Linked DNA regions of Mus musculus: all the other regions are linked to region 4. Evidence: chromatin contacts called from public Hi-C, HiChIP or PLAC-seq and Micro-C data. All regions are on one chromosome and are shown on one strand. Each heading gives the region's core, a stretch centred on a gene start, on an enhancer-like site or on the middle of the called end of the contact. The rest is flanking DNA. Distances are from core to core; before and after follow the strand shown.

Region 1 (2,706 bases), core at 10-2,509, 350 kb after region 4:
ACAAAGTTCCGTTTAGGAATCCTGCTGGAAAGGAAGGCCAGCAGAAATAGGCCAGTGCGCTCTGACACACCAAACAGTGCCTCAGCAATGATGCTCAAAACCCACCTGGGGTTGGCATACCTAGCGGCAAACACACAGGCCACTGTGCTAGCAGGGAAAGGGCCCAGCTGCTAATTAGCTCTTTCAATATGAAATCCAGAGTAGGGACGCAGGAGGCCATCCTTGGGGTGATGGCTGTTAGACCCTATGGACATCCAAGGTATCTGTCTGGTTGCCTGAAAGCTTGGAAAGCATTCTGGGCACCCCTTGATTTGGGTACCCCTTGATTTCACTTCTCTTGTTCTCCCAGGCAGGAGAACAACGGCCCACAGAGCCACGTCAGTAACAATCTGGATGCACCTCCGCAGTTTCCTTTGCCAAGAATACTGAGAGCAAAAGAACTCTTCTTGGCAATCAGGTGTGGTAGTGTACACCTGCAATGCCAGCTTTCAGAGGCAGAAAGAGGTGGGATTGTCACAAGTTCAAGGTCAGCCTCAATTACATAGGCAGCCAGAGATATGTAGCAAAAGCTTGTCTCAGAATAACAAAACAAGGGGCCGGAGAGATGGCTCAACAATAAGTGCGTTGGCCGCTGGCTCTAAGGGCTCTTACAGAGTCTGTGTTCATCATCTCTACTGCAGTTCACAACCATCTGTCACTTCAGTTCCAGAGACTCTGATGGCCTCTCTCTGGCCTCCTTGGGTACCAAGCATAAACGTAGTGCACAGAAATTCATGCAGGCAAAACAATCATGCCTATGAATAAATAAATCTTTAAAACAAAACAAGGCATGACAGGTTTGTAAAATGCTGCTGAACTTCCGTGAGCTTAAGTGTTCACCTCCAGCACCCATGTTCAAGGTGGAGTAGATTTGTAATCCTTCTGCTGGAGAAGTAGAGACAGGAGGATTCCCGGGGCTCATAGCTCTACAAAGCCTAGCATTTTCAGCAAAGACCCAGAAGCCCTGTATGGTGGTTTGAATTAAAAACGCGCCGGTAGGTTCCTGTGTTGGAACACTCACTTCCTAGTTGGCAGCCCTGTCTCAAGAAGACTGTGAAACTTTAAAGAGGAAGTGTGTCACTGTGGGGTGAGCTTTGAGGTTGCCCCCTAGATTGTCCCTCTGATCTGTTTATATGAGTGTTTTGCCTGGATATGTAGGCATACCATGAGAGCACCTAGTGTCTGTAGAGAATGGAAAGGGTGCCGGATCCCCCGGAACTGGGGCTGTACACACTTAACTGCTGTATGGTGCAAAGTCCCCTGCAAGAACAGCATGTGCTCTTAAGTACTCTTCAGCCTGGCTTTGAGGTTTTATAGCCGGGCCCCACTTCCTGTCCTTTTACTCTGCTTCCTGTATGAGGAACACGAGCAGGCAGCTTCCTGCTTCTGCCTCCATAAATGCCTGTTGCCATACCTTCTCCACACAGGCACATGCGTGAGCGATCGTGTACACACACACACACACACACACACACACACATCTCTGTGTGCTTGAGAGTCATCTGACCAATTTTCTGCCCAAGGAAGCCACCTCTATTCCAGGGTTCCCCGCAAAGAGGTCCCTGCCAAGCCTACCAAGCAGGCCCACTGACCTCCTAGCCCCTAACCCTGGTTTTCCTTCGGCTCTGAAAGTTAAAGGCTAAGTTAAAAATCGAATCTAACCCACATCTATGTCTAGTTACAAAGACAACATCTATCCATCAGGGGGCATGGTGTGGATAAAAGTCAAGACTTAGGAGGAAAAGAAATTGTTTAAGGCCCCTTGCATTGAGCTCCACTGTGATGAAGATAGGGGAAAGGCAGGGCTTTCTTCAGACCTGTGGCAGGCAGCTGACAGGGTGAACATGGCAAATATATGGCTTTATGCAGATCATCCGACTGCTCCGAGCCTTGGTTCCCTTCAGTGAGAAGGGTGAAGGATTCCGAGCTAGCAGAGTTGTGTGGGGGCTAGGGGTGAACCCCTAACGCACTTGGTGCAGTGTCTCACACATGGAAGGCACACCATGAAGTCTGTGTTCTGAGAGGCCCCCGTAGACCAAAGGTAATGCTGACACAGGTCACCACACACTGTGCGGGTGGCAGGAGTGGGGCCAGAGAGAGAAGAGCTGGGTCCACGGAGGCGGAAAGTCCACACGTCAGCTCTTCTCCTAGCCAGATAGGTGGTCATATCGTTTATTTCAACGTTCTCATTTAACATCGCAAGACTAAAGCTAATGGTAGACATGGAGTTTATTTGAGAAAGGAGTTTTTTAAAAGATGTGTTGAATTATAAATTGTGTTTACAGGTGTGTTGGGGGTGTGGGGGTTGCACCAGTGTCAAGGTGCCTACGGAGGCCAGAAGAGGATGCCCTGGAGCTGGCACTACAGGTTGTGGTGAGCACCCATGAAAGGGTACCAACTAAACTCGGGAAAAGAACCACTGACCAATCTCTCCAGGCCAAGAAAGTGGGGGGGTGGGGGTGGGTTCTTTTCTTTTTTCTTTTCTTTTTAACTGTACAATTACAAGATGTTGCCGCTGTGGTTGTCCATAAAGTTAAAGATATTCAAGGCCAGCTGGTGATTTTTTTTTTTAAAGTAGTGTCCTATGAAAGGCTCTCTACCAGTAGTGAGGAAAACGAACTCTGACTGCACAGAAAGCAGGAACCCTTGCTCTTTCTAGAAGCGATG
Region 2 (2,852 bases), core at 234-2,733, 430 kb after region 4:
GACTCTATGGGGACAGTAGTCAGAACTGCCAAAAGTCCACCTTACCTTCCGTAAGTACTTGGCGTCGCTCACTTCAGAAATTAATACCATTCACAGCCCGGTAGCAATCTACAAGGCTAGGAAGTCACCTACAACATCTTCGCTGGCCGCACACTTTTAAATAGAAAACTAAATTAAAGAGTCTCCAAACTACTTCCCACCGTGCGGCTTAAAGCAACAGATCAGATCGCTCTAGGCTTTAACTCTTCCCGGGTTCTGGGAATTCCAGTTTGTCACAATTTCTTAGCCTGAGTGACCTGCGGTAAGAAACGTCTTCCCGGCCCAGAGCCTGGCTTCTCCGGGTCCGGGCGCTCGGCGGCCGGCTGGGCTGGGTCGTACGAGCCGGCTGCGGTGCGGCTGTGGCCCGGGCGGAGCGGCACAGGGTCGGATCCCGCGGAGCGCGGCGGAGTCCGGCTGCAATCGGTGCCTCTGCAATCCCTGCTCTTCCCGGTTCCCTCCCTCCGCCTCCTGCCCTCCCCCAGACGAGGCCATTCGCCTCACAGTAGCAAGGTTGTCTCGTATACTCCCTTCCCTTAAACTCACCAAACCAGATTTTTACTCCCAACACCGGCAACTTCCCGTAAATCTGCACTGAAATTTTATCCTGCTCGCTGAGCCTCCGCTGGCCGAAGGCCAGTGCAACATTCCTGTTGTTTTAGAAGCGCGGATACCTTAGCTGAAGGTTTAAAAAAAAAAAAAAATCATATCGGACTGGCCCCGATGCGGAGGATTTACGAACTTTGGCCGCTCAAAAAGTCACATCCATTTCAGACATTCAGAAGGGACCCCAGAAGTGGCACCTGCCCCACCTGGGGACATCTAGAAGAGTGGCTTCCGGCCGCCTATGGCTGTTTAGAGTAAGCCACCCTGAGCCTGCACCAAGGACTAAGGACCCTGCGCCTGACTCCCGGGGTGAGCAGTGCCACCGCCCCCGGCCTTGCGGGGCAGGAAGGCGCTGGAGCAGGTAGGGCGGCAGACGAGCCCCGCCGCGGGCCTGCAGGAAGCCAGGACCTCCTGGGCTGTTCTTACCTGAGGCTGAGCATAGCTCGGAGAGCACAGGCAGGCACGTCACGGGGGGCCGGAGCTCTGACCTTTGCCGGAGCCTTCACAGCAGGGCCTGGGGCCTGGGCGCCGCTGCTCGTTCAAAGTGGCTCATTCTGAATGCGCTCTGACCTAGTGTTACAGCTGGTTTCTAGAAAGGGAACAAAAACAGTGCAAGGAGAAACCTCAGCCAAGCCCTCCTTTAACCTTGCCTCTGATCACAGGGGAACTAAGTCTGACCCCCATCCCCACTCCCAGGAAACCCACCCTAGGGCCGCGGCCCCCGCCCCACCCCTCGGGTTACCTGTTTATACAAGAATTAAGGAGCCTCCCGCATTTCAATGGAGCGCTAAGCCTGTTTGCAGCGCGGAAACAGCCAACAGGAATCGAATTCTGTGACTAAACAAACTAGAAGAGGAAGCGGGCACCACAAGGAACCTAAAGTTGTGATTTCGGGTTGCAATGTCATGCAACTGAAAAAAAAAATACTGTTTCACAGTAGGCTACTTTAATTAAAAGAAGGACCCAAAACTACCCCCCCCATCTAGTTAAATGGAAGCTGATAGAATATCGGCATATAGCGTTAGCCACTGTTGTTAGTGATACTATTATTATGTATAATCCGCCCCCCCCCCGTAGAAAAACGTGCAATGGATGTTAGAAGGAGGCTCCAGACCCAACTCTGCCCTCACTATCTGTGAGCAAGTTAATTACCCTCCAGCTCTGAGTTTCTGGAAGATTCTAAGGATGGGAGTTTTGCTTTCACTGTGGACAGTTTCAAGGAGAAGGAAAGACGAAGTCTTTGTGAAGGGGTGTGCAACTGATTTTCGACTCGTGTACAAGTTTCAAGGGAAGTGGAGAGAAGTTGGCCCTGCCTTCCATGAAGTGCAAATCCAACGTCTGTGTCACGCGCGTAATTCTGACTCAGATTTAGGCACTAGACCTGACCTGCCACCCTGCAAGTTACTCCATAGGTTAAAAGTCAGTGCTAGCGGGGCGGTGGTGAGCACGCCTTTAATCCCAATCCCAGCACTTGGGAGGCAGAGGCAGGCAGATTTCTGATTTCGAGGCCAGCCTGGTCTACAGAGTGAGTTCCGGGACAGCCAGGGCTACACAGAGAAACCCTGTCTCAAAAAAAAAAAAAAAACAAAAACAAAAACAAAACAAAACAAAACAAAAACAAAAAGTCAGTGCTAGATAACAGTGAACCATGCAGTTTGAAGATCTGTGAATGTGGGGCGTGTGGGGTGTGGTGGAGGCTTTGAAAACTCATAGATATCATCCATAGTAATAGTGGAGGGTAGAGGGGGTATTTATGTTCCTTTTAACTTGACATATAAATGAAGAAATCCTAATCTCTTTATATTGAGGTCTTTCTTACTCAGGAACCCTTTCACCCATTTCCTTAATCTGATCCTCAGGTCTGCCTCAGGTCTGGAGGTGAAGACACTGTCCGTACAGAGGTTAGGTAAGCAGGCCAACTTTCCCGAGTGCCGACCTTTCCAGTCTAATCGAAAAGTCAGATCTTACCACCATTAGTAAAAGTAATTCCTGAAGCCAGCCAGGAATTCTGAAGTTCTCCATCCTTTTGATCTTCGATCTTTTATCTTTTAGGCAGCAAAAGTCAAGCCAGGCCAGTTTAACCATGTTCTGAATTCAGAATCAAGACTTTGTCGATAGGTGCACACATGTACTGAGAATCGCAGACTGTAGAAAACTCCCAGTTCCGAACTGTTCTAGGGGTTGATACAGTTAGTTAGCCACCAAGACTC
Region 3 (2,700 bases), core at 30-2,529, 330 kb after region 4:
TCCGAAGGTCCGGAGTTCAAATCCCAACAACTCTTCCGAAGGTCCGGAGTTCAAATCCCAGCAACCACATGGTGGCTCACAACCATCTGTAACAAGATCTGACTCCCTCTTCTGGAGTGTCTGAAGACAGCTACAGTGTACTTACATATAATAAATAAATAAAAAGAAAGAAAGGAAGGAAGGAAGGAAGGAAGGAAGGAAGGAAGGAAGGAAGGAAGAAAGAAAGAAAGAAAGAAAGAAAGAAAGAAAGAAAGAAAGAAAGAAAGAAACCGCAGACCAGTCCGGAGAAAGAAGACATAGACATTATGAAATCAATCATATCAGCTATTTTTACTTACTTCGGGTGTTTAAATTTTTATTATGGGGTATATGTGTATGATAATTGAGGAAGGGTTTGAGCCAGGTTGGGACAGAGATGAGAGGACATATTTGTTGAGTCTATTCTCTGATGGTATTTGTGTGGGTCCTGGAGGGTTGAACTTGGGTCAGTGGGCTTGGGTGGCAAGGATTTTACACTTTGTGGTTTTCCTGAGCCTGGGTCTAATATATATATATATATATATATATATATATATCGCCAAAGCTAGCTTCAGGCTTTGTACCTGAAGACGACCTTGAACTCCTGATCCTCTCTCTGGGATATGGGTGCTGGGATTTGGGTGTGAACCACACTGTCCAGTTGCCAGTGTGAACTGTCATGATCATGGGGCCTTTTTCATGCCAGACAAGCACTCTACTACTGAGCTGGGTTCATAGACTATTTTATTTATTTAATGTGTATGAGCACACCATTGCTGTCTTCAGACACTCCAGAAGAGAGCATCAGGTCATCTACAGATGGTTGTGAGCCACCATGTGGTTGCTGGGAATTGAACTTAGGACCTCTGGAAGAGCAGTCGGTGCTCTAACTGCTGAGCCATCTCTCCAGCGCCCATAGATATTCTAAATACAGGGAAAATCTGATCAGGCCAAATGAAACCTTACTAAGGTAGTATTATTTATAAACTTTAACTCATCTATAAGTTAAAATAGAACCACAATGTAAAGACCATGCCAATATGTATTTGCTTTTATATATAATAGTAATATATTGCTTCTAGAAATACATTTGATAATATTTAATTATTTGCAGGGGGGTGAGGGAGGGAGGGCAGGCATAAATGAGTGGAGATCAGAGGACAACTTGCATTAGTCAGTTCTCTCCTTCCACCATGAGGTCTCCAGGGATCTGAGTCATGTCATCAGGCTTGTGGCAAGTGCTCTTATCCTCTGAGCCACCTCAGCTACTCATTCGGTACTATTCTGAATTCCAAAAGCTTTGCTGTAACTACCGTTTGCATCAGTGCATGACTAAGATATGAGAGAAAGAAACTGTTCCTATGCATGTGTGCATGCGCACACAGCATTGAAGTATTAGCCTGCACCAAACACTGGCTCGGAAGCCACATAGCCGGGTTAATAGTGTTAGCAACAGCTGGCCATGAACCTAATTACACCCCACTGGAAAGGACACGGGATATACAGAAGTTCCCACAGACCTCTTTCCTCCAGTTAGACTGTCAAATACCCCAACATAGCACTCAGCATAAAATACAGTATATATCGGAGCAAAGTATAAATAAAGTTGGAGATATTTCATCTTAAAATTTAAAAATGGAGCCAGGAGTTAGTTCAGTGGCATAGTGTTTGCATACCTTGATCAAAACACTGGTTTAGATCTTCAGCACACCAAACAGACAAGACCATGGGGGGAGCTTTGACCTCAAAGGTGGTCCTCTAAACCATCACATCACACTGGGTGGATTTATGTAAAAATTGAAACTCTGACCCGGCAGACTAGCTGTCCTAGCTTGCTTTTTGTTGCTGTGATAAACACCAAAATTAACTTAGGGAGGAAAGGGCTTATTTGGCTTACACATCCACGTCACAGTCCATTATGGAGCCATGTCAGGGCAAGAACTCAAGAAGAAGCTGGAAGCAGAAACTGAGGCAGACCATGGAGGGATGCTTTCCATGGCCGGCTTTCTTGGCCTGCTTTCTTATACAATTCAGGACCACCAGGCCAACAAGGACACAGCACCGTGGGCTGGGCCTTCCACATTATTGTGGTGGTTTATATGAGAAGGGGCCCCATAGGCCATTTCATATAAGAATGCTCAGTCCACAGTGGAACTGTTTAGGAAAGTTTAGGTGTGGCCTTGGCAGGTAGTGGTCACTTCAGGTGGATTATGAGGTTTCAAAAGCCCAGTCAGTGTCCTTCTCTGCCTTGTGCTTGTGGGTCAGGTGTGAGCTCTCAGCTCCTTCTCCAGCACCATACTTGCTGGCCTGCGTGCTGCCACACTCCCTTGCCATGATGATCATGAACTGATAACCCTCTGAAACTGTAAGCAAGCCCCCAATTCAATGCTTTCTTTTATAAGTTGCCATGGTCACGGATGTCTCTTCACAGCAAGAAAAGCATATCTTACAAGAGTTAATCAAGAAAAAAAAAAAAGCCTTTTACAGACATGTTCTCAGGCCAATCTGATGGAGGTAATTCCTACATTGAGGAATTTCCAGGTAACACTACTTTTGTCAAACTGACAACATTTAATGAACACAGTAGCATACACCTGGTATCTAAGTACTTGGAAGGTGAAGACAGGAGGATCAGGAGTTCAAAGCCAGCCTGGGCTACACGAGACTTATCTCAAAATAGAC
Region 4 (2,888 bases), core at 357-2,856:
ATCGATGGTGCCCTCATGTCTGAGGGGGTATTCATTCTGGCTTCTGGCTTCCTTGCATTATAAATAAAACAGTCTCAAAGAGATTAACTGGCCCTTTGAAAAAGGGGGTGGGGGTGGGGGTGGGGGTTAGGCCTTCCAATTGTACAAGTTGGCCAAAGAGAAGGGCCAATATTGCATAGCCTGGTTGCCCTTTTTCAGAGGCCCATGTGCCCTTAATGGGAGAGCCACCATGGTATCAGGGGAGGTGGTTCTCAGGTCTCCTCCTGATCCTCCCTCCAGTAAAAGGGGGTGCAATGGCCTTGGTCTCATATGGGCTGAGGATCCCAGAAATGGTACTGGCACTGGTGAGGCCTTGGGGGCGAGGGTAGGGAGATTTGGAGGAGGAGGGTCTTAGAGTAACAGGTCCGCTGTTGAAGGATCTTGGAGGATCAAAATTTTAGGTCCGGATCCCTCCTCCTGCTCTTCCTTCTTCCTGATGGTCAGAACCTGTGAGGTGGCTCTTGAGAAAGAAAGGCTTTTATCTAGGTGTGTGTGTGGGGGGAGGGCTCCTCCACTAGATTCTTCTAGGTAACTATAAAGGGCCCTTGGTCCGGGTGCCTGAAGGATCCTGGCCTAAAGACTCTCTCCTCTACTGCTTTGATCACCTGCAAGTCAAAAAGTCCCTACAAGTGGGTCATGCAGAGAAGCAAAGAGTAACTAACTTGTCTTTTAGTCTGTCCAATATCCAAAAAAATGTCATCAGTCTAAGTCCAAGAACACAGAACAAAGTACTAACAAACACAAACTGTATCTGCCTCCTGAGTGCCAGGGGGAATCTGTGAGTTCCAGGCCAGCCTGGTCTACAGAGTGAATTTCGGGACTGAGGATGTAGCTCAGTGGCAGATCATTTACCTAGCATCTCTGAGGTACTAAGTTTAATTCCCAACACCACAAAAACAGACTAAAGAAAACTGATAGACCACATTTACACCTAATGAGATACAGTACCTAGTCTCTAGAGTGAGCAAGCTACTGAGATACAGGTAGACAGCAAGAGATGGATAGTGATAGGCTCCCTGGCGCCTCATAGACACCGCCCCCCTCGCCCCGCCCCGCCCCCTCCCCGGGAGTAAAATTACGGCTCAACAGGGAACCGAGAAAGAACTGAAAAAACCGGCCGGAAGGCAGTCCAGTTCTCTTGAAGCTGCTTCCTCCTTGTTTTTTAAAGAGACCTCCAGAAACTCTGTCATTCCCCCTAACCCCCGCCCCCATCTCCACCCCCAAGCACCTACTTCCTGCACAAAATAGGAATGAGACTGGGTGGGAAGATCCTGGAGGCGCTCAGGGCTTTGGGTTGTTCTAGTCTGCTGAATCTCCATTGCCAGTGAGAGATCTTTGCATCTTCGGTGGGACTCCACCCCCCTGCTCCCCCAACACGTACATTCACACAGCCACCCTCGTGCTGTAGGCGGGACACCCCCAACACACATTCACACAGCCACCCTCGTGCTGTAGGCGGGACTCCCCCCACCCCCAACACACATTCACACAGCCACCCTCGTGCTGTTTAGCCTGAATAGCCGGAGGAAATTGTTCTCTCTTTCCAATGCAATAGGCAGGCCAGATCTCAAGACCGACCTCTACCGGTAACTGGTAACCGCCCTTTGCTTCTAGATCTGTAACCAGATTCAAGTCCCAGCAGGCCTCTAAAAGTGAGGTAGCAACTGAAACCTGTGAAGAGGTATACTGGGCTAGAAAGAATTGTTTGAATAGACACGTTTATACCATCAGAGATCCAGGGAACGTGTGTGAGAAAGGCTTTTAGAGATGTTGGGTAACGGTGAAAAAAAAAAACAAAAAAAAAAAACATAAACCCGAATCTGGCTAGTTTAAATACCAACCTACTAAGTGATTCTAAGGTTAATAGTGTCACCATGGGAGTTCCAAAAGTCATTACTGGTGGGCCCAGAAGCTCATGTTCTCAGGAGAGAGTTTGAGGCCAGCCTGGGTATTGGGAGTCTGCTATGTTCCAACCATAGACTGCCATGTTTGTGTCTTTCCACAATGTCAGAATTTATTGACTAACAATACATTTACAAGCTACAGCGATTTTGTTGCCTGAAATTTTCCACGTTGTTTCTATTCCCCTTGATAAATGATTAACAAGCACAAGTTTGTTTTTTTTTCCCCTAATCTATTTGTAGTTTTAATTTTGTGTGTGGTATTACATATGTATGTGTGTGGAGGCCTGAAGTTAGTTAATTACTTTCTACCATTAAAATTTTGGGGGTGGGAGGATGGGGCTGGATGGCTGGCTCAGTGATTAAGAGAACTTGTTGCTCCTGCAGAGGATCTGTGTTCAATTAGAGCACCTACGTGTTGCCTCACAACCATCTGTAACTTTAAATTCAGGAGATCTAATGGGCCCACGGAGCACCAGACACACACTTGGTATGTGTACATATGTGCAGGCAAAACACATACACATAAAATAAATCTTAAAGAATTAAAATATTTATTATTTTTAATTAGGTATATGTATATGTATCTATACATAGGTATGTGCGTGAGTATGGGGTTCCACTGGGTATTAGATTTCATACAGATAGAATTACAGGTGATTGTGAGCTGTCTAATGGGGAGGCTGAGAAATGAGCAATATTCACTCTTTACTACTGAGCCATCTATTCAAACCCTCCCTATTAATTTATTTACTTATTTTTGAGATAGGATCTCAATACATATACATATACATACACATACACATATACATATACATCCCTGCTGGCCTAGAACTTGCTATGTAGACCAAGCTGGCCTTGAACTTGCAGAGATCTGACTGCCTCTGTTTGTCCAGGGTTAGCATTAAAGGCATATTCTCTCATGCCTGGGCAGTCACCTTTATTTTT
Region 5 (2,822 bases), core at 311-2,810, 270 kb before region 4:
GCAGCAGCAGGCAGAGATGGAAAGAATGCTGCTGAGGCATTAAACACATAAATTTGAGGGGGTCAGGAACAGTGGGCCAGGCAGGACAAGGCCATCCTGAGCTAGGTAGTGAGTTTGAGGCCAGCCTAGGCACACACTGAGACCACTAGGCACACAGTGAGACCACAGAGACAGGCTAACGTGCAGTTCGGTGGTGGAGCACTGGCCTAGTGTGCATTGAGGACTTGGGTTTGATCTGTAGCACCAAAAGAAACAACAGTTTTTGAAAAATATTCTACAAAGCCCTAAAACGTTCTTCATGTTCAGACAAACCTCTGAACTGCCTTTAAAAGTGGTTGTATGAAAAACCTAGACTTGTTCTTCAGATGGCCACCTTTTGTAATGAAATAGCCATGTCCACTGGTAACTATAAAATGCAGGGGCTAGAGGAAGGTGCCAAAGCGGCAGGGTTTAGATCTAGACTGGGAAATAGGGAGGGAGGGAGATCACTGCCGTGATGCTGGGGATCTGGAAGGGAGAAGGGTCTGCCTCCAAGTGCCCCTGCCTTCACCGAGCTGAGAACCAAGACTGACATAGATGTCCAAGTAAGACAGTCTCTACATACATAATGGCTGGACACGGGACAGCAGAGGGTGGTACCACTGAGAAGGGAAAAGTGTCCACAAAATGTAGATAGAGTGAAGCCAGCAGGACAAGGCTTTGCAGCTAAAAGCACCGCCTCCAAGCCTGAAGATCTGAGCTTGGCTCCCCACCCCCACCCCCTCATACAACCAAATTGTTTTTTTATATAGCAAACGCAGAGTGAGAGGCAGCTGGAAGCAATCTTAGTCAGGAGCCAATGGGATGTGTTTACTGCTGACTCCTGCAACTGGAGTGAGGTTCAGAAGCCAGGCAAGACGTGGAGACCAGAGAGACTTAGTCGCAGAAGCAGCCAGTCACAGCCAGAGCATAGGACTCACAGGTCAGAACAAGGACCTTCAAGTGTGCTTCAAACAGAAAGCCCCTGAAAAGTTTTAGGTGAAAAGAAGCCAAAAGCAAACTCTTACTTGTTCAAGCCAATTGTGTTATGAATAACAGCAGCAGGGAGCTAAACTGGGAGGGAGTTAGGAACAGGCAAGGCTGGGCATGGTGGCACTCGCCTTCAATCCCACCACTTGGGAGGCTGATTCTTTGTGAATCTAAGGTCAGCCTGTTGTACACAGTGAGTTCTAGACCAGCCAAGGGTACAAATAGGTAAGGCCCTGTCGCAAACAAACAAATAGACAGAAAGACAAACAAACAGACCCTACTATAATGGCCTAGATATGAGGTGGTAAACAGAGAGGAGGCAGAACGAGGTGCTATCAAGTAGAGTGTTGGTTACATCCTGAAGGTAGATATAAAGGACAGGCCTGAGAGCCAAGGGTCGTTTACAGAACAGACAAAGGAGGAAAAGCAGCCGTGACAGAGCTACCAGAAGCCCAATTCTGAAGATTTGAGATTGCCTATGAAACACCACAGTGGACATGTCCACAAGACAGTCACCAGCACACACATCATGAGTCATGAGACTTGAGAACGTCATCAAGGGAGTGTAGGGAAGGAACAGCTCCAGCGAATGAGCTCATGAGGCCGGGGGATAAAGAAAACAGAGTGGTTGAAGACAAAGTAATTGGAAAGTTAGAACTGGGGGAAATAATAGCTAGAGAGTTGGAAAACTGCAAGCCTGAGCAGTTACAGGTTCTGAGTAGATAAGCAAAGGCTTTGTCTAGAAACAGAAAAGATAGGAGATTATGTCAAGGGTTGTGCTGGGTAGGGAGCTCCAGCAATCAGTGCTTGTCATGCAAACAATCAAAACCCATGTGAAGAAGGAGGGCATGGGGCACACTTGTAACCCCAGTGCTGGGGAAAGGAAGACGGGGAATCACTCCCTGGGGATCACTAGCTGACCAAGCAGCTGAGCCGACTCAGAGAGCCCCAAAATCCCACTTAGAGACCCTGTTTTTTTTAAAAAAAAAAAAAAAAAGGTGGAAGGCTTATGAAAAAGGACATCTGAGGTAGACGCCTGACATCCATATTCATGTGTGTATACATGGCATGTGCACCAGCACAAAGGTGCTTCTGCACACACAAACACACATCACAACATAATAAATACAGCTGTATATATTGATACAGAACTTAATGCTATCGCCCAAGAGGCAGGAGCAGAGGGCAGATCTCTATGAGTTAAAGGCCATCCTGGTTTATGTTTATGTAATAGACTCCAGTATAGCCAAGACTATAGAGACACAGTCTCAAGATAAATAAGTAATTGAACAAATAAATAGCTGGGCAGTGGTGGCGCACGCCTTTAATCCCAGCACTTGGGAGGCAGAGGCAGGCAGATTTCTGAGTTTTAGGACAGCCTGGCCTACAGAGTGAGTTCTAGGACAGCCAGGGCCACACAGAGAAACCCTGTCTTGAAACAGAGAGAGAGGGAGAGGGAGAGAGAGAGGGAGGGGGAGGGAGGGAGAGAGGGGGAGAGAGAGAGAGAGAGACAGAGAGAGATGTAGGCCAAAAGTTAAGTTTCAATAAAAACAAATAATATAAAGTGGCAGAGAATTATCAAAGAGAAAAACTATTGGTGCCTTTAACAAACATGCAAGAGAATCAAAACTTAGAACTTAAAAATCCAAACTATATTCACTGACTGATGTCAAAGCTTAAATAAAGTCTGCAGAGAGGAACATAAATACTTCTCTACCATTTATCCTTTTAGCTTATGTTTACATTGTTTTAGACCTCTCCAGAAGTTGGTTCTATGAATAACTGAGGAAATGATTTTTTTTGGAGACAAGATC
Region 6 (2,713 bases), core at 118-2,617, 500 kb after region 4:
CAGAAAACTCAGCAAGCAGAAAATATTGTTGTGTATTGAAGTTCCAAATAAAGTAATGCTTCCAGAGACGATTTAAGCAAACTAGCTTTTGTTGGGGGAGGGGGCGGGGGGATTCAACATGTTTGCTCAATTTCCTGGGGGGGTGGGGGGGGTGTGGAAAGAATATCCAAAACTGAATTGGGAAATGAGAAGAATCGCTTTCGTGCCCCGCCCCCTCCCCATATGGTATAGAAAAATGTATGTGATTTGATAGCTGATATCGTGGTTCTTTTTGAAAGGAACTTCAAGCAAGACACTGTAAAAGACTGGAATATTGCCCAACTCTCTGGGTAGGAGGGGGTAAGGCACAGAAGAATACACACTGAATGAGAAAGTACGAAAAGGTTGAAGGGCAAGGAATTATATTATTAAAACCGGCCACAGTTCCCTCTTCCTCCCACGCTAACCCCGGGCCCAGCTTATTTTAGTAAGCCAAGGGAAATTCAATCTGGACCTCTGCTGTATATTCAGTACATTCTGGCTGACATTTTAAACCCCATCTGAAATCTGGTTGGCTTCCAAGCACATGCAATACTAGAATGGAGAAATCGTATAGATGACTATCTCATTTCTCTCTCTCCCTCTCTCTCTGAAACGCTGACAATGATTCTTTGTAAAGCGTCTCAGGACACTGAAGGAAGTTATCAACAAACATTCTGCAGAAATCTATCAGGGGCTGATTAGTGTCATTTATATAATGTGGCTATTCCATGTCACAGGCTTCGAGTGTTGTATGAGCAATACGTGCATGAAGGGCACCAAGGTCTCCCAGCTGCCAAACACAGGAGTGACCGGGACTTAAGGCTAAAGTCTGAGGGTATTTTCAGTTCCCTTGAGGACAGAATGATGGCCTCAGGTGGCAGGCAGGACTATCAGGTATGTTCCAGTCCTTCCCAGCTACAGCAAACAGTACCCTGCAGAATAGACGCTCCTATCTCAGTTTCCCAGATAGCCACGTAAGTGCCCTGGCTTCATTGAGGAGCCTATGTTGGAGTTTCAATGCTATTCAGGTAAGGATGACATCTGGATTCATGGAGATCCCCTAACCCTTATGATAGCCAGGTAGTTGAAATAAATTTCTTTCAGCAAATAGACCTATACCAATGCATAGTGTGTGGGATGAAGATTCTGAGACCATGGTTCCCAGATGGACAGCCATTACTTGGTATCTGACATCAGAGTGCCATCAGAAAGCCTCGTTACAGTGACGCACAGGTGACAGGTTAACCTAATTCTCAGAGTCAGCCACCCCAGGCAGTCTCACAGCTTCCCCTTGACAGGGTTAAGTCCTTCAAGTAGGGGTGAGGCGCGGATCAGGTGGGGTTTCGACCACGCCCACCTGCCCTTTTAACCCGGAAACAGAACAGTTCACTGGCTTTCTCATGCTCCTCAGTAAAGATGATGGCATTTATCACATTGTAGTCTAACGCATCGATTTAATTAAACTGTTTGCTTAGGATAAACTTAGGTGGAGTAGCCAGGCTTGGTGGTGTGCTTGGATTTAGCTCAGTGGTAGAGTGTTTGCTTGTCTAGTACCGAGCTCCACTGGGGCACAATTTCTCAGTTATATATGCAAAAAGAGAGGGCAGGAGAGAGAGAGAGAGAGAGAGAGAGTCTGACTGTATACCTAAAGCTGGTCTTAAACTTGTAATTCTCCTGAGTGTTGGGATTACAGGCACCAGGCCCAGCTTTTGGCTAGATATCTACACACTTACTTCAAGTGAGTACACACATACACAACTACACAAAGCAAATCTCTTTTTTAAAAAAACTTAGATATTTTACATGTATTCATTGTCTGTGTGTGCCTCTATGTATATGGGTGAGGTGGGGTATGTGTACACCATAGTGTGTGTGTGTGTGTGTGTGTGTGTGTGTGTGTGTGTGTGTAGAGGTCACAGGACAACTTGAGGAAACTAGTTTTCCTTTTACCAGGGATCAAACTCAGGTCACTGCCTTGGCAGGCAGGTGCTTTTACCTGCTGAGTGTATCACAGGCTATTTTATTTTATTCATTAGTGCTGGAGTTCAACCTGCAAGGCAAGCATTCTGCCCACGAGCTGTATCCCTAGCCCCAAAATAAACTGTTTTTGTTGTCGTATTTGGTTTTCTGTTTGTTTGTTTGGTGCAGTTTGTTTGTTTTGAGTCAGGGCTCACTGTGTAGTTCCTACTGACTTGGAACTTGCTATATAGACCAGGCTAGACCCAAACTTCCAAAGATCTGCCTGGCTCTGCTTCCTGAGTGTTGGGATTAAAAGGCATGTGAAATCACACCTAGTCAAAAAAAAAACAAAAAAAATCTTCCTACAGCTATTTTTGAATAGTCTCCACAACACAACTGTGGTCTTTTTGTTGTTGGTTTATAATGATGGTGATGATGGTGGTGGTGATGATGATGATTTAAGAGCTGAAGAAACAGCTCATGGGTTAAGAGCACTTGCAGAGGACCTGGGTTTGGTTCTCAGCACTCACATGGGAGCTTACAGCTGTTAAAAGTCCAGTCCCAGAGGATCCAACACTCTCTTCAGGCACCGGGCATGCATGTGGTGCACTTAAATACAAGTAGGTAAAACAGACATGTACATAAAATAAAAATAAATATTTTAAAAAGGAAAATTTATATAATTGCTGGTAGTCAGCTTGTTTCTGCCATAAAGACACATCTGTGGGACTGG
Region 7 (2,874 bases), core at 25-2,524, 330 kb before region 4:
AGGAGCCTGCCCAGCAAATTCCTGGGTCTGATCTGTGCTAACCCACCCCCAATATCTGAAAGTGCCTCCTTTGTAGAAGTACAGTCCATCCTGGCCCTAGACATTTATACACACCCAAGGAACCTCTTCCAAAGGGTTAAAGGGCAGAGTGGAGGGCTGACTTACCAGCGTGACACCCTTGATCATGTTCTGAACATGACTGCAGATGGTCCTGACGGTGGCCAGTTCCTTTCTGTTACCCCACCATTTGTCAACCCGGAGCTGAAACACAACAACTTTAGAATTAAAACACAGCACTTTTAGCTGGCGAGTACTAGCACGCAAAGCCATGTACAAATGCACCGTATGTCACACGCACAGGACACCAGAGGGACGACACACACACACCCAAGTTCACTCATAAAAGAACTGAGTCCGAGTAACCCACTCGGCCACGCATGGGGTGGGGGATTAACATCGGTTACCGGGTTTTGTTACAAGCAAGCACCCGAAGCATCGGAAGACACAAGTTCTTACCCTTTTCTTCTTCTTCCCAAGAAGACTCAGCTCCACGTTGATGTGATTGAAGTCCCTCCGCAGAGTCCCCCTGGGGCCCTTCACAATGACTGTGCGCCCCTTCAGAGTGATTTCGACTAAACGAGAAAGTGAACTGGTGAGACCATAGGCCGGGGTTTAGAGCATGCAGGAAAGCCGTCAGCGGCCGGCGGGGAGCCATCTACTCACCATTCTCTGGAATGTCCACAGTCTGATTGCTGAGAATGGTCTTCATCCTGAAACACAGACACCCGGGTGAGACGGCTGGGGCGGGGGACGCTCTACACCCGAGACCCGGCAGCGTTCCGCTCCCAACGGGAATCGCCAGCTACGAAAGCCGGCAACAAGGACCCAGGTGTGTCCGGGACAAGGACTGGACCGGGGGCCCCGGAGAAGAGTAAGGAAGCCCGGCTCGGTGCGCCATGGCGGAAGGGCTACGACCGAGATGGGCCTGAAAGCCCGAACGCCACTTCCAGCTCGCGCCACCAAGTCCCAAGGACGCACGTCGTGCTGGGGGACAGTCGGGACAAAGCCTTGGGGCATCGGCTCCATGCCGCCGGGGTCCCCAAACAGAGGATGGGTTCAGATTCCCGGGGCACCCGGTCCCTAAGCTCCTCACCTCGCAGTAGATGGGGCAAAGAGAGAACGTCTTTCGTCATCACGTTCTTGTAATCCGTCAGGGCCCTGCGTGTCGCGTCACGACCCGAGCGACGGCTTTAAGGCGGAACTACTCGATTGCCGAGCTAGTCGAGTCGCGCCGGTCGGCGACGACGTATCGCGTCATGACTCAAGCGACGAGTTGTTGGACGCGTCCGGTGCCGGGGGTGCTGTTCCCTCGATCCCTTGACACTCCTGAGACCTAAAAGAGGGGGATGGCTCTACGCTGCTGGGATACAGCTCGCAGCCTGGGGTCCCGGGTGAGCGGCGGGAACGCCATTGCTTATCCTAAGTTCAAAACTAGGGAAATTGTTCCAGATATCCTTTTTTTAAAAGCCCCGACAGCTGTGGCATATCTTAATTATTGCAAACTTGTTGACAACATATTTTAGTACCTGTTTTAGGAATAGAAGACATGAAAACGTGGCATGTTAAGTCACCCACTAAGGTTTTCTAACCTATATTTAGCGGTTAACTTTGATCTGCGTCCCACTTTTTTCCCCCATTTGTCATGGCTGAGCGTGCATCAGGGTCTCTGTAATCTAGGCTGGCCTGAAACTAAATTCTTAGACCAAAGACGACTCCTCACTCTGCCTCCTCTGAGAGCTGCATTACGTGTTTGAGCCGCCGTGACTTACGGTTCTTTCACCTTGAGTCTTTTTCAGGTTCTGATCTACGTAGTTTGAGCTCTTAAATCGTTTTACATAATTTCTGAATCAATTTCTTTAGCTTTGGTATTATAATGGGTTAAAACTAAATTATTTCAGAGTCTACTGAGTGAATGTTGTACTGAACCCTTTTTGTAGATATTTGGAAGATATGCGTTCACGGTTAGAGCATTAAGTTCTTTGCCAGATAAGAAAAAGGAATTTTTGCATAATGGACCAGACCTTCAAGATTTTGTATCTGGTGATCTTGCAGACAAGAGTACATGGGATGAATATAAAGGAAACTTAAAGCGCCAGAAAGGAGAAAGGTAATTGAACATTAGATTCCACTTTGACTTTGTGCATTGTTTGGTTTTGTTTGTTTGTTTGTTTGTTTTGGTTTTGATTTTTTGAGACAGGGTTTCTCTGTGTAGCCCTGGCTGTCCTGGAACTCACTCTGTAGACCAGGCTGGCCTCGAACTCAGAAATCCACCTGCCTCTGCCTCCCAAGTGCTGGGATTAAAGATGCACTGCCTGGCATTGTGCTTTTTTTTTTTTTTTTTTTTTTTTTTTTTTCTTTTTTAATCAAGCCTTGTAGGTTTTTCTGTACCCTTTGGCCATTTCTTCATCCTTTCCAAAATGACCATTTTATGCTGCCATATCCCATTTTATATCTAGCATCTAATTGAGAAAGTATAGGTTTTTCTCTTGATAGTTATTTTATTTATTTGGGTTTTTGGAGATGGTTTCCCTATGTAGCCCTAACTGCCCTAGACTTCTCTCTGTAGACCAAGCTGGCCTCAAACTCAGAGATCCATTTTCCTCTTCCTCCTGAGTGCTGCAATTAAAAGTGTGCACAACCACCACCTGGCTTACTTTATTGATTTATGCCTTCATATAGTTTTAATTGTTAATGGGTATTGATCATCTAACTTACTCTTTTGTTTGTTTGTTTGAGATGGGGACTCACTATTTGTTCTTGGCTAACCTGGAACTCTCTATGTAGGCCAGACTGGCCTCAAACTCAGAACTGAGA

The links. A called contact is a pair of places that touch in the nucleus more often than the background predicts. HiChIP or PLAC-seq counts read pairs in DNA pulled down with a chosen protein or histone mark.
Region 1: a Hi-C map of CD8 T cells shows a contact between it and region 4, with 2.7 times the contacts expected there. The contact joins two enhancer-like sites. A contact is called at or near these places in 2 of 484 Hi-C or Micro-C datasets (CD4 T cells and CD8 T cells) and 2 of 115 datasets of contacts at active chromatin or transcription factors (acute myeloid leukemia and large pre-B cells).
Region 2: an H3K27ac HiChIP or PLAC-seq map of embryonic stem cells shows a contact between it and region 4, with 5 read pairs. The contact joins the promoter of Rbm47 here to the enhancer-like site in region 4. A contact is called at or near these places in 4 of 115 datasets of contacts at active chromatin or transcription factors (the NIH/3T3 cell line, bone marrow-derived macrophages, embryonic stem cells and 1 more).
Region 3: a FOXA1 HiChIP or PLAC-seq map of pancreatic cancer cells shows a contact between it and region 4. The contact joins two enhancer-like sites. A contact is called at or near these places in 1 of 15 datasets of contacts at CTCF or cohesin (large pre-B cells), 2 of 115 datasets of contacts at active chromatin or transcription factors (large pre-B cells and pancreatic cancer cells) and 1 of 9 other capture datasets (pancreatic islet).
Region 5: a contact with region 4 is called in an H3K27ac HiChIP or PLAC-seq map of extraembryonic endoderm stem cells. The contact joins two enhancer-like sites. A contact is called at or near these places in 1 of 39 promoter capture datasets (stem cell-derived epiblast-like cells), 3 of 115 datasets of contacts at active chromatin or transcription factors (bone marrow-derived macrophages, extraembryonic endoderm stem cells and pancreatic cancer cells) and 1 of 9 other capture datasets (adipose tissue).
Region 6: a contact with region 4 is called in a Micro-C map of embryonic stem cells, with 3 times the contacts expected there. The contact joins two enhancer-like sites. A contact is called at or near these places in 1 of 484 Hi-C or Micro-C datasets (embryonic stem cells) and 2 of 115 datasets of contacts at active chromatin or transcription factors (bone marrow-derived macrophages and large pre-B cells).
Region 7: an H3K27ac HiChIP or PLAC-seq map of epiblast stem cells shows a contact between it and region 4, with 4 times the contacts expected there. The contact joins the promoter of Lias here to the enhancer-like site in region 4. A contact is called at or near these places in 5 of 39 promoter capture datasets (embryonic stem cells, hippocampal neurons, liver and 2 more), 1 of 15 datasets of contacts at CTCF or cohesin (the NIH/3T3 cell line), 2 of 484 Hi-C or Micro-C datasets (B cells and differentiating embryonic stem cells), 18 of 115 datasets of contacts at active chromatin or transcription factors (the 230-238 cell line, the NIH/3T3 cell line, bone marrow-derived macrophages and 13 more) and 4 of 9 other capture datasets (adipose tissue, embryonic stem cells, liver and 1 more).

The regions. Positions count from the first base shown.
Region 1 is chr5:66,074,007-66,076,712 of GRCm38.p6, forward strand. All of the region lies in intron 3 of Rbm47 (RNA binding motif protein 47), which reads right to left. Among named protein-coding and RNA genes, the nearest start is that of Gm40310, 65 kb to the left of the region's middle. Within about 2 kb of position 1,260, at least 159 of the 459 cell types and tissues checked have an H3K27ac peak or open chromatin away from gene starts, as enhancers often do. A contact at or near this core is called in CD8 T cells and acute myeloid leukemia, where this site is marked.
Region 2 is chr5:66,150,471-66,153,322 of GRCm38.p6, forward strand. It overlaps Rbm47 (RNA binding motif protein 47), which reads right to left and starts at 1,484. Exons shown (of 8, transcript NM_001127382.2): 1 at 1,385-1,484; 2 at 1,069-1,231. It overlaps Gm26725 (a long non-coding RNA gene), which reads left to right and starts at 534. Exons shown (of 5, transcript XR_001785070.2): 1 at 534-1,003; 2 at 2,502-2,548.
Region 3 is chr5:66,057,757-66,060,456 of GRCm38.p6, forward strand. The region is part of intron 3 of Rbm47 (RNA binding motif protein 47); the gene reads right to left. Among named protein-coding and RNA genes, the nearest start is that of Gm40310, 49 kb to the left of the region's middle. Within about 2 kb of position 1,280, at least 31 of the 459 cell types and tissues checked have an H3K27ac peak or open chromatin away from gene starts, as enhancers often do. A contact at or near this core is called in pancreatic cancer cells, where this site is marked.
Region 4 is chr5:65,723,340-65,726,227 of GRCm38.p6, forward strand. No RefSeq gene overlaps it. Among named protein-coding and RNA genes, the nearest start is that of Pds5a, 27 kb to the left of the region's middle. Within about 2 kb of position 1,607, at least 335 of the 459 cell types and tissues checked have an H3K27ac peak or open chromatin away from gene starts, as enhancers often do. A contact at or near this core is called in the 230-238 cell line, B cells, CD8 T cells and 18 more, where this site is marked.
Region 5 is chr5:65,456,506-65,459,327 of GRCm38.p6, forward strand. All of the region lies in intron 3 of Smim14 (small integral membrane protein 14), which reads right to left. Among named protein-coding and RNA genes, the nearest start is that of Ugdh, 22 kb to the left of the region's middle. Within about 2 kb of position 1,561, at least 115 of the 459 cell types and tissues checked have an H3K27ac peak or open chromatin away from gene starts, as enhancers often do. A contact at or near this core is called in adipose tissue, bone marrow-derived macrophages, extraembryonic endoderm stem cells and 1 more, where this site is marked.
Region 6 is chr5:66,219,469-66,222,181 of GRCm38.p6, forward strand. No RefSeq gene overlaps it. Among named protein-coding and RNA genes, the nearest start is that of 1700126H18Rik, 29 kb to the left of the region's middle. Within about 2 kb of position 1,368, at least 22 of the 459 cell types and tissues checked have an H3K27ac peak or open chromatin away from gene starts, as enhancers often do. A contact at or near this core is called in embryonic stem cells, where this site is marked.
Region 7 is chr5:65,390,223-65,393,096 of GRCm38.p6, forward strand. It overlaps Lias (lipoic acid synthetase), which reads left to right and starts at 1,275. Exons shown (of 11, transcript NM_024471.5): 1 at 1,275-1,451; 2 at 1,998-2,167. The coding sequence starts at 1,407. Rpl9 (ribosomal protein L9) reads right to left here and starts at 1,209. Exons shown (of 8, transcript NM_011292.2): 1 at 1,154-1,209; 2 at 724-770; 3 at 517-632; 4 at 166-261. The coding sequence starts at 769.